Regions from separate parts of the Muntiacus reevesi genome. Here region 2 is linked to region 1. A link is a contact called in public Hi-C data. All regions are on one chromosome and are shown on one strand. The core of a region is the stretch at or near the end of the contact, and the rest is flanking DNA. Distances in the headings are between cores, read along the strand shown.

Region 1 (5,157 bases), core at 929-3,428:
TGTCCTAATATTCTTCCAACTATAAGGAGAGAGGTCCTTTTACTTGCTTTCTAAAGTCAGTCCATCAACTGATATTCTCAATCTCCATATTCCTTCACATTCCCCTTAGGCACAATCTTCCATGTTTATTTCAAACCTCTATCATCTCTTATCTCTATTCCACAGGATATTTTTCTTCCACTGCTGAGCATATTCTCATCTTCCTAACACTAAAAATTTTTTGTTTAAAACCTATTCATCTCATTCCTTTTGAGACCAATTTCCTGGAATTGTGGTATACAACTATTGCCTCCATTTACTAATAAATATTTTACTAGATATCTTCAGCAATCTCTTATGTATCTATCACTATAAAGACACTGCAATTTGAAGATTACCACTGCCCTTTGAAGACTGTCAACAATGTTTTTGTGAAAATCATGGACAATCACTGGGTCATCAAGTTTGCTCATCCTTATTCCTCTAAACTTTCTGCTATCTTGTTCTTTTCAAACACTCAACTATTTCTCCTCCTTGTTTCTTACAGTTTCTTCTGATTCATTTGCTGACTCCTTTGCTTCCTCCAGTTGCAACAACTGGTGTCTCCCCAAACTCTGAAATCACTTGTTTTCCATAAGGAAACATTCATTCAATATGTGACTCCTCTGGTCCCATACCTCTGCACCTGCATTTCCAATTTCCTGTAAAACACTGAACTTCTGTGTCCTCGAACTCATTAAGGTCAAAGCTAAACATTATTCCAGGACCACTCTTTCCTCTCCAACTACCCTGTTTCTCAGTAACAGTTCCAATTCTTCCTTCTCATTTTTCTCCCTGCCCATTAAAATACACCTTAGTCATCTTTTACTCTTCAGTCAAGTTTTACATCCAAATTACCATCAAATTCTGACATATTTCTTAAAAATATACTTATTAGCCCTCTCAAATCACCTTCACTTCCATTCTTAATTTTAGCCACTTATTCCCAACCCAAGCCCCCTTCCCCAACCCAATCTTTTCCCCAACCCAAGACTAGTTTTTCCACAGACACCTCTTTTACCTTGTTATTACCTTGCTTGAGATACTGTAACAATTCCCACACATCTAAATAAATGGAGTCAGAACTCTCTGTCTGGGCTTCAAGGCACTACCTTATCTGATCATAGTATCTGACCCTATTCGGGTTCACTCTTTACTGCTTTAGTTCTTACCCCAAGATCCATGAACAAACGGTCTTTCCAAAATCTAACAGTCCTCTAAGGTTGGATGCAAAATGTTTCATGCATGTGTAACTGGTAGGAGAAGGGGGTGAAGAAAGGTTTTGCAGAGGATGCACTTGAGCAGCCAAGTATTGTAAGGGTAACGACCACACGACAGGGCAAAACAGAGTTTACTGCTATGGCTGAACCAATAACAAAGCATCTTACCAATAAAATGCTGTGACGACGCTGTCACCCATTCCCTTCACGAATCATTCTTCAAGCCGGGATCCAAAACTACATCGAAACTGAAATCCCTCGAAGTAAAAAAGCCGCCAAAATGACAGCAAAGAGAAAGTCCAGAGGAACCCCTGGCCCTCCCAAATTCCCTCTCCCTCCACCACAAGACGCTTGAAGACCGACGCAAACGGGCCCAGCAAGAAGACCTCCGCTCCCAAGGACGCCAGGCCAGCTCGGCACTTCAAGCCGGAAGGGATATATCCGCTGCCTCAACCACCAGCTCCGCGACCCTCGCTCATAAGGAGTTTGCTTCAGCCCGCGGAGGGAAAGGGCAAGGGACAATGTGTCCCACCTCGCCCCTCGGCTCTTGAGCCCTCAGGGGCCAACATCAGCTCGGAAATCCCGCCTTTGACAAGCGGCAACTTGGCGTTCCGCCGCCTCCTCCGTTTAAAATCGTTTCCCGACTCGCTCTGCGGGCGGACGCAGGACGTCTCCGCGGCGCCGATTCCAAGTCTGTGAAGCTAATGAAGCAACTGCGGTCGCCATTTTAACTGAGGGCATGGGAACGATCTAACTGCTACCGTCTATTTCCCTACTCTCACTGTCGTCATTTTCCTCCCTTTTCTACCAGCGTTAAGCACTCCTTCAAATTTCCTCCCGTAGTAAAGATGGCTGCGACGACACCCTTCCCCCTCCCCCGCGCTCTGATTGGTTGACTCCTTCTACCGTAATTTTGGTTCGTCGCGGGGTGGCCTAAGGAGTGCTTGGCGCCCAGCTGCATGTGTGCGTGGTTTCAGGCCCTAGAAACATTGTGGATTCGCTTGCCTTCCTCCTTCTGAAGACTAGAGGTCGGCCGACAGGTTTGGGAGGTTTGAAATGCGGGGCTGATTTCTTTCCTATTTTCTGGTTCTGCCCGCGGGAACCTTCAGGAAAGCGTGCAAAGACGGGCAGGGCGTGTACCTGCTGACCGGCCCCTAGCTGCCTCTGCACGGTCGTGGTGTCCCTCCTTGCGCTGCTGTATGGAGTCATTCGCTCGTCGCTTCTGGCCTACCTTTGTTAATAGAAGTGCAAACGGATGCATTGAGAAGGGGGAAAGGGTATTAAAAGATCTTTACCCTACTCACCTTCCCCAAAGGCCCCAAAGACTTTGCAGATTTATCTAGTTTACCTACACGAGCATTTGAATGTTCAGCGGACAAGGGCTTCAATATTGAAGACAGTGGGAACTCCTGGCGTTTTAAGGGATTTGTTATAGTGCCTAAACTGACTTTTGACCACCATCCAACACCTGCAGCGTGAGATTCCTGAGCGTCTTACCATCCTGCGGCTCCAACATGTTCTGTTGGTTTAGTCGACTGTGCAGGGGATTATCCACACCCACCAGAAGGACCACCCAATTGATCTGGAGTTCTGCCTCCCGAAGGCTGGTACTTAGTTCACAGAGGAGAATTCCAGGTGAATGCAGGATGAAGCTTTGTCCTCTGAACAACACTGCCTCTTGTTCTCTGCAGCCAGAGTGCTTTATTCCATTTCCCCTCAAGTCTTGACTGGCTAGCTTTATGTGTAGAAGCACATTATTCACCCTCTTCCTTTTTTATTTTTTCCCCTGGAGTTTAAAAACACCAGTAGAGTAACCGCATGAATAGTCTATTCATTTAATTGATGCCTAAATAAGAAGCCTAAAATATTCTTGCATACTTAAGAATACTTTGAACAGGGTTTTTTAGTGTACAAGTAACTCTTTCACTCTAGATTCTTATACTAAAACCAGTTACTGCACCAACAAACTTCTTTAATTTCCGGGACTTTTACTTCATTTGAGGAAGAGTGTGCACTATTAAGAACGGATCAGTGAAAACGCTGAGTGATCAAAAATATTTATAGTCTTAAGACCAGGCAAAATTTTACATTGAGTTAGTCACTTGGATTTTGACACATTTGCAGGCAATTTTAATAATGATTGATTACCTTCTTCAACTTTAGATTTTATCCATTGACATGAAATACCGAAGGTGGTATGATTTGAGAGTCTATTCTCAGAAATTTGCAAATGATATATTTTTAATCTTGCCTTTTCCCCCCTCTTTTTTAAAGAACTCAGTAGCTTTGTTGCCCGGACGAACACGTGTGGAGAGTTGCGTTCTTCTCACTTAGGCCAAGAAGTCACCTTGTGTGGATGGATTCAGTTCCGAAGGTAGAGGCAAGTGGTGTAAGAACACATGATGATGGTTTTCCCAAGGCAATTTCAAACCTTTATTAATTTTTAACCTTCAGAAGAATAAAAACTTTGCAACTCTTACAGGATTCTCAGAAGTCATTGAGTTTTCAGTTTTGTTTTGTTTTGAAAGACTCAAATAGTGTCACTCAGTAAGTACCAGTAACATCTGTTGAAGATTATAATAATGAAGTGTGATCCACCAGAGGACAGAAATGTCCCTAGATTTACTAATATTGAAGAGTTCCTAGGACCAGTAATTGGGTAAGCTGATAAGCTTCATAGCATAAAAAGCATATTTTATTCTAAATTTAGGTAGAGAAAAGCCTGAAAATATGATCAATGATTCCTTGATGTTGAGTCCATTTTTTTGTTGTTTGGCTCTATATTTCTAGAACATATGTGAATAACACATTAATTCACAATGAAGAGCTGCAAAACACATAGATTGTGTGACTTTCCTAAAAATATGTCCCCATTGGGTGGATATTTGACCCATACATTTGGTGACTTCTATCTCCTGAAATGAAAATCTGAGGAGGCTTTTCTGTACCTCTTCTTGGTATTAAAAACAATGTGAGAAATGTAGGTTGAATGCTAAAATATTGGGATTTGGGGACCTTTTGATGGTTTGTAGAGGTTTAAGTTAGTATCAGACCTCTTTTAGAAAATTTTAGATTGCATCTCATACTTGGTGGTGGTGGTGTTCAGTTGCTAAGTCTACCCCATGGACTGCAACACACCAGACTTCCTTGTCTTTCACTGTTTCCCAGGGTTTGCTTAAACACATGTCCATTGAGTCTTATATTTAGAAAAAGGTAAGATTTTATATTGCTGCATTTTAAAAAATGACCAGTCAGATGTCTCTAATATCCTAAAATATTACTTTTGGATTTTAATATGTAGAAAGTTTCCAAATTTAGTTAAATTTTCTCATAGAGACTTAAGCTAATAAAATTTTAAAAATCTGCTTTTTTATTAATAAGTCATCTGGATAGTATTAGTAAGCTGTACATATAGCTAATAAAAATTGATATTGCAAATGAAAAAAGTGTTTTTTCCTTAATAAACTATGTAGATAATTGCATGAATATAGATAGCTATGAAGCACAGTATTTATTATAAAAAAAGAACGTGAGAAATTGCATGGGTTTTTTGTTTAATTTGTTTTGCCTGCTTAAATTTTGGTCTCAGAGATTTTATCCTAATATGTTCCTTTTCTTCATTAATCAGGCAAAATATCTTCCTGGTCCTAAGAGATTTCCATGGACTTGTTCAAGTTGTCATTCCCCAGGATGAGGTAATAGAAGGGTCCTCCTGTTATCTGAAAGTTTCTTTGATGCTGTGGTTAGAATAAACAAAGCATGTTGGATCAGTGTGCTTGAGATTATTGTTAAAACTACTATAAGCAGCATTAAGACTGATGACAAACTGGGAAAAAATATGTACAATTCATGTTACAGACAAAGGACTAATTTCTCTAATATCTAAAAGGGTACTACAAATCAATAAAAACATTTTTTT
Region 2 (5,178 bases), core at 1,639-4,138, 160 kb after region 1:
TACAGGAGATGCAAATTTAACCTTGGGACATATGGCAGGAGTAGCAGTAGTAAAACATCTATTAATAAGTTGTGTCACAAGACTTGGGTTTGAGTAAGCTTTTTCACCTATTAATTAAGTGGTCTTTTTGCCAGTTATAGTAGCTTCTCCTTAGACTCAGACTCTTCCTATATAAAATGAGAATACCACCAATATTACAGACGAATTAGGAGGAATAAATGCAAATGTTTTTATTCATTTTATAAATATGCTTTGAAAAACTGTAATTTTAGATTTTTAATGTATTAAAAAAAGCCTTTCAAAAAAAAAAAGCCTTTCAAATTTCTCCAAATGAATCAAACATTTAGTAACTTTTAATATTACCTCAAAAACACAAATCTAATTCTTAAGCTGTGGTCCCAAAACTTCTTAGAGGAAATTCTTAAATTATCACTTGAGAAAATCTGAACTGATATAATCAGAATAAACACTGATATTGAGGACATGACAATTGAGGGATCACATCTTAAAATAGTTTGATACAAACAAAAGCACAATTCTCCAAGAGCTTTTTCAATATCGAATAGAAACTGGGACCTAGCCTCAATGCTTGTTGGATCAGCATCCAATTTCAAACACAAAACCATCAACACGAAAAATCTTTGTTTTCAGGAAGATGATGAGGCAAATTAGTCCTTAACACAGATCTGTTTCCACAACAAAGCACACTGATCACTTAAAATTTACAAAATCATAAGTTACTACAATTGTTCTAATAGGTTTAGAGTCACAGATAAATTTAAGCATCATTCACAGATAAATTGAAGTATCATTATGATACAGAGATTACTTGCACTCTGTATCAACCTAACAAAATTCGCAAAAAAAAAAACACCCACTGATTAAATTATAACTCTGAACACTTAAAAAATGTCCCTGTCGAAATGTATTCCCAGAACATTCACATCAGCAGGAGCCATGTGAAAGTTGTTCTTTCCCCACTACCTAAAAAGTCAAAACATCCACATTATTTATACTAGACATAAAATTAAAGTCGTTCATATCATCTATTATACTTCAATTCTAAACAACAAAAAAACAGTCCAACCTCCACGTTTATTCAATTGCTAGTCTATTTACCGTGAGTTCTTGTGGAAGAACCAAGGACCAGTGCTTCTCATTAAACTTCATATAACCTGAAAATGCTCTAAATTACAATAGATATGGACAATTCTACTTAGAAGTTCACCCTAAAACTGTGTAAAAGATATCAACTGGCATATTCTCTGCACAGCACAGGTCCTGTGAAGAACGCAAACTAATTGGACCATGACAGTGAATGTTAAATAGTGGAAAGCAGTCTTTCGGACACATTCAAACAATTTTAATATAAATTTCTCCATACCGCCATAGAAACTGAAATTGAAATAACTTGGATAATTTCCTCCTTGAGAAGTTAAGTTTAGGAGAAATAGTAGTTAATTGTTGACATTTCAGAAATCACTACACAGGGCAACTAATAATGCGTCTTGATAAGTCTAAACATCCAACAGAGAACAGTTGTTTCTACTTTTTGAAAATTGTTAAAAAAAAAAAAAAGACCAGTTTTGGCCTGGAGATGAACCTCTTCTGTCTCCTGAAGAAATGCTTCATTAGGTCTATTTTATCTAGTTAATGTTGCTTCTTATGAGGCACATTAATAATTTAAAACGGTTCCTTTGAAGAAAAGTTCTATTCAAACATTACAATTTGTCTCCGCGTTGCCAGTAAGTGGCTTTGTTTCCAGTTTCTGGGACTATTCTGGGATGTCAAGAGTTATATTATTTACCGTTCCAAAAGAGCCCTTGTTTCACTCTCACCCTGGAAGCGGACACAATTGATGTTTACAGAGAACCGATGCCTAGAGATGTTTAAAGAGGAGCAGCCTTTAGCTCTCTCTCCATCCTTTGTCGATAATCACATTTTACCTGGTAGATTTCTTGCTGTTGTGCACTTTTTTTTTTTTTAAAAAAAAACACCTGCAAACCTAACCGCCCTAGCGCCGCCGGGAAGGAAAAAAAGACTACCGGGCTCGCTCTGCAGTAGCTCCAGGCAGAGACTTCGTAAAGCCCACTTGGCCAAGGAAGGGGAGCGCTTAAGGGGCAGGGGAGAAGGAGCAGCCTTGAGGTGCAGGGAGGCAGAGGCGGCGCCTGTTTACAGACGCCTGCACCTCCTCCACCCCCGCAGCCCGAGGGTCCAAAAGCATCCCCCGGAGGCTCTCTTGCTCCCGCCGAGGTTCTCGGACTAACAGAGGAGCTGGGCAGCCTGGTGGCCCCCTCCCTATGGCCCAAGCCTCCCTCGCCCTCCCCTCGTCCAGGGCGGCGTCTGTACATCCCCACGGCCTACCCACCCCTGCAGGCCCTCCCGGCGGCACGCGGAGGCCTGAGGCCTAAAGGACGCCGGCCACTGACAAGTCCCCGGACCACCGGCGGGGCCCGAGGCCGGGCGGGCGGACGCTACGGCCGAGGAGCCGAGGGCGGCCGAGGACAGCCCCTGCCCCGCCGCGGCCGCCTATTGTTCCCGACGGAGGCCGGGCCGCGGCCGCCCGGCTCCCCACGCCGCCGCCGCCGCCTGCCGCTCGCTCACCGCGCTGGTCCGAGCAGTAGCTCCTCTCAGCTCCGAGTCCCCGCGGCCGTCGCCACCGCCGGGGCAGCCACCGCCGCCGCCGCTGCCACCGTCGACTCTGACTCTGTCCCAGGCCGCCGGGCCACGGCCGCCGCCGCCACCACCAGCGCCGCCTCCGGCCCCCCACCTGCTGCTGAGGCTGCTCCTGCAGCAGGGGCCATCTTGTTGGTCTGCCTCCTCTTCCTCCTCCTCCTCCTCCGCCCCGTCGCTCGTTGTCCTCGTCCCCTTCCTCTTCCTCGGGCTCCGGCCCGCCCCAGAGACTGGGGCGGAGACGAGGGCGAGGCTCCTCCTTCCGGGGGCGGGGCAGGCGGAGGGGGCGGGGCGGGCGCGGGAGCAAAGCTCTGAGTCACCCGCCACCAACGCCGTGGAGGGAGGGCGGCGTCGCTCCCCGCCTGGACCCGGCGCGCACCCACGCCCTGAGCCGAAGAACTGGTCCTCCAGCGCCTCGGCGTCCCGCGGGCAAGTGGCCAGACGGCGAGGGTGAATTGGAAAATGTCTGACGTTTCCAACCGGTCCCGCGCTCACCTCTAGCCCCTTGGCTTTCTCAACTCGTCCCTCTGCTCTTGTTTCTTTTTCACGTCTCTCCTCCTACACCCCAGAAGAATTTGTTCTTATCTCATTTTATCCTGGTTCTTGATCACACCAGCTTTGCCCTAGTCAGGAGTCTCTGAAGAATTCAGCCTCCCAACAGGGCTGAACAGTCTCTCCAGGCCTATATGACCAATTAAGAGTTGTCTGAGGGAGGGCAGGAAAAGAACTGGCTCTTAGAAGAAAAAACTCGGATCTAAAAGCTAACCTTGTAGTTATTGAAAGTTTCTTCTCCCTTATGGAAAAGAAACCATTTTCATTTGGGGCCATGGGAGACCCCTTCAAGACTATTCAGTTTAACCAAACATTTGCTTTTAAGAAAGGAGAGCAATGGGGATTCTTCTTATACCATACAGTCCTAATTACAAAATAAATCATCTAGAATAGAGACGGTCCTCAAATAAGCACCCAGTTAATACTCCTCTGCATTATCATCCCTTTGTTTTTTCCTCAGGTCTGGCCAATAGAAGAGAGATTTTGCAGTTCTGTCCTTTCTTCCCTGCATACATCCCCAATACCAAAAGAAGTACTATGTTTAGAGAAGCTTCTGCTTTTAAAGTGATAAATTCAATTACTATAACAGCCAGTGTTTTTATATTATTTGTAAATAATATATCACACACCTTCCTAAATTCTGAGCAGAGAACAGTTCTTTTTAGTTGCTAACACCCTCCTGCTACTCAGATTTCAGCTTCTTTCTAGACGACCTATTGATATCTTTATACTGATTGGAATTTAGTCTCTTTGAAGTGGGCTGAATCAGTAACCATCTCTTCAACCCAGTAAATAGTAACCCCAGTCCTGCCAAGGGCAAATTTCTAGCTACCATGGAGGGATTAGGTGGGTGTGTGCTAATCTAAAGGCTATCTTTTGGATAGCATTTCCCTTAGCCAGGCCTCCCGTCTCCTGCTGGGAAAAACAGATTAATCTGTTCCTCCAGTTTTTCCTCCTCCTCCCTCCTCACTCCTAGGGAACCTTCCACAACAGAAGGTTTCAGCGGCTGTTGCTAGGCAAACATGCCAACTTCCCTGTTTAGGTGAAGCAACTAAGCCAAATTTCATTACAGTCAACCTAGATCATGTAATTTATTTGAACTGTTAATAGTTACACCTCAACAGGTAGACCCGCTTCAAGGTCCCCTTAAAAAGTAAGGTTTTTAAGTTAAATTTATTTTTATTTTTGTTAAAAATAAGTTTAAAATGCAGGGGCTTCCCAAAATTCATTTTAATGATATAATTAAACAAACATTTGGCAAAAAAAAAGACGAGCTTTGAAGAAAACAAGTGTTTGCAATAAAAACTAATCTACAAAAAGTTGTTTATATGCTTTGAATGCCCCAGATAGGGTAGATGTATTAAGTGCAGAGAATAATTTCTCCCATGAGACTGAGTCTATTTAACAGATAATATAGTTATTCAGTGGAAAAAAAAAGATATCCTGGATTTTATTCCCAAATTAACTCTGTAAGAATTCTAGCGAGTGAATTCAGCACTTTTCCCCCCTGATGCTGCTGTTTAAAATTTTTGCTCTGTTATTGTTAAATAATAGTAACCATTTTAGGGTGTTGAAAGTTAATATGAAAAAGATTAAATAATTATGTTGAAATTTAAATTATATTTAAGCTTCTAAATGCTTAAATTATATAATTTGTTTTAATCCAGTGAAATTTATAAGTAAATTTTCATGTAAAGGGCTTAGAACAGCACATGGCACACAAAAGGTATACAAATGTTCTTTAAAAATCCATTTTAGATATATATCATTATAGTCTTTAGTTTCTTGATCAGTCAAATAAGAATGACAGTAACCAAATACAATTTTGCTCTTAGCATGAACCCTAAAAAAATTTTAGTGCTGTTTTTTTAATGTCACACACAAATCAGAATAAGGCCTTATAAATCTTTTAAATGTGTTTTCTGATATGCCTATATAATGTTTTGATTATTT

What was found. Hi-C and Micro-C count contacts between places; a contact is called where the count stands out from the background.
Region 2: a Hi-C map of muscle shows a contact between it and region 1, with 4 times the contacts expected there. The contact joins the promoter of RC3H1 here to the promoter of DARS2 in region 1. A contact is called at or near these places in 2 of 3 Hi-C or Micro-C datasets (blood and muscle).

Annotation. Positions count from the first base shown.
Region 1 is chr5:100,995,261-101,000,417 of mMunRee1.1, forward strand. It overlaps DARS2 (aspartyl-tRNA synthetase 2, mitochondrial), which reads left to right and starts at 2,179. Exons shown (of 17, transcript XM_065936071.1): 1 at 2,179-2,873; 2 at 3,513-3,612; 3 at 4,867-4,933. The coding sequence starts at 2,753. It overlaps CENPL (centromere protein L), which reads right to left and starts at 1,865. Exons shown (of 5, transcript XM_065936070.1): 1 at 1,407-1,865.
Region 2 is chr5:101,152,191-101,157,368 of mMunRee1.1, forward strand. RC3H1 (ring finger and CCCH-type domains 1) reads right to left here and starts at 2,889. Exons shown (of 20, transcript XM_065936084.1): 1 at 2,771-2,889.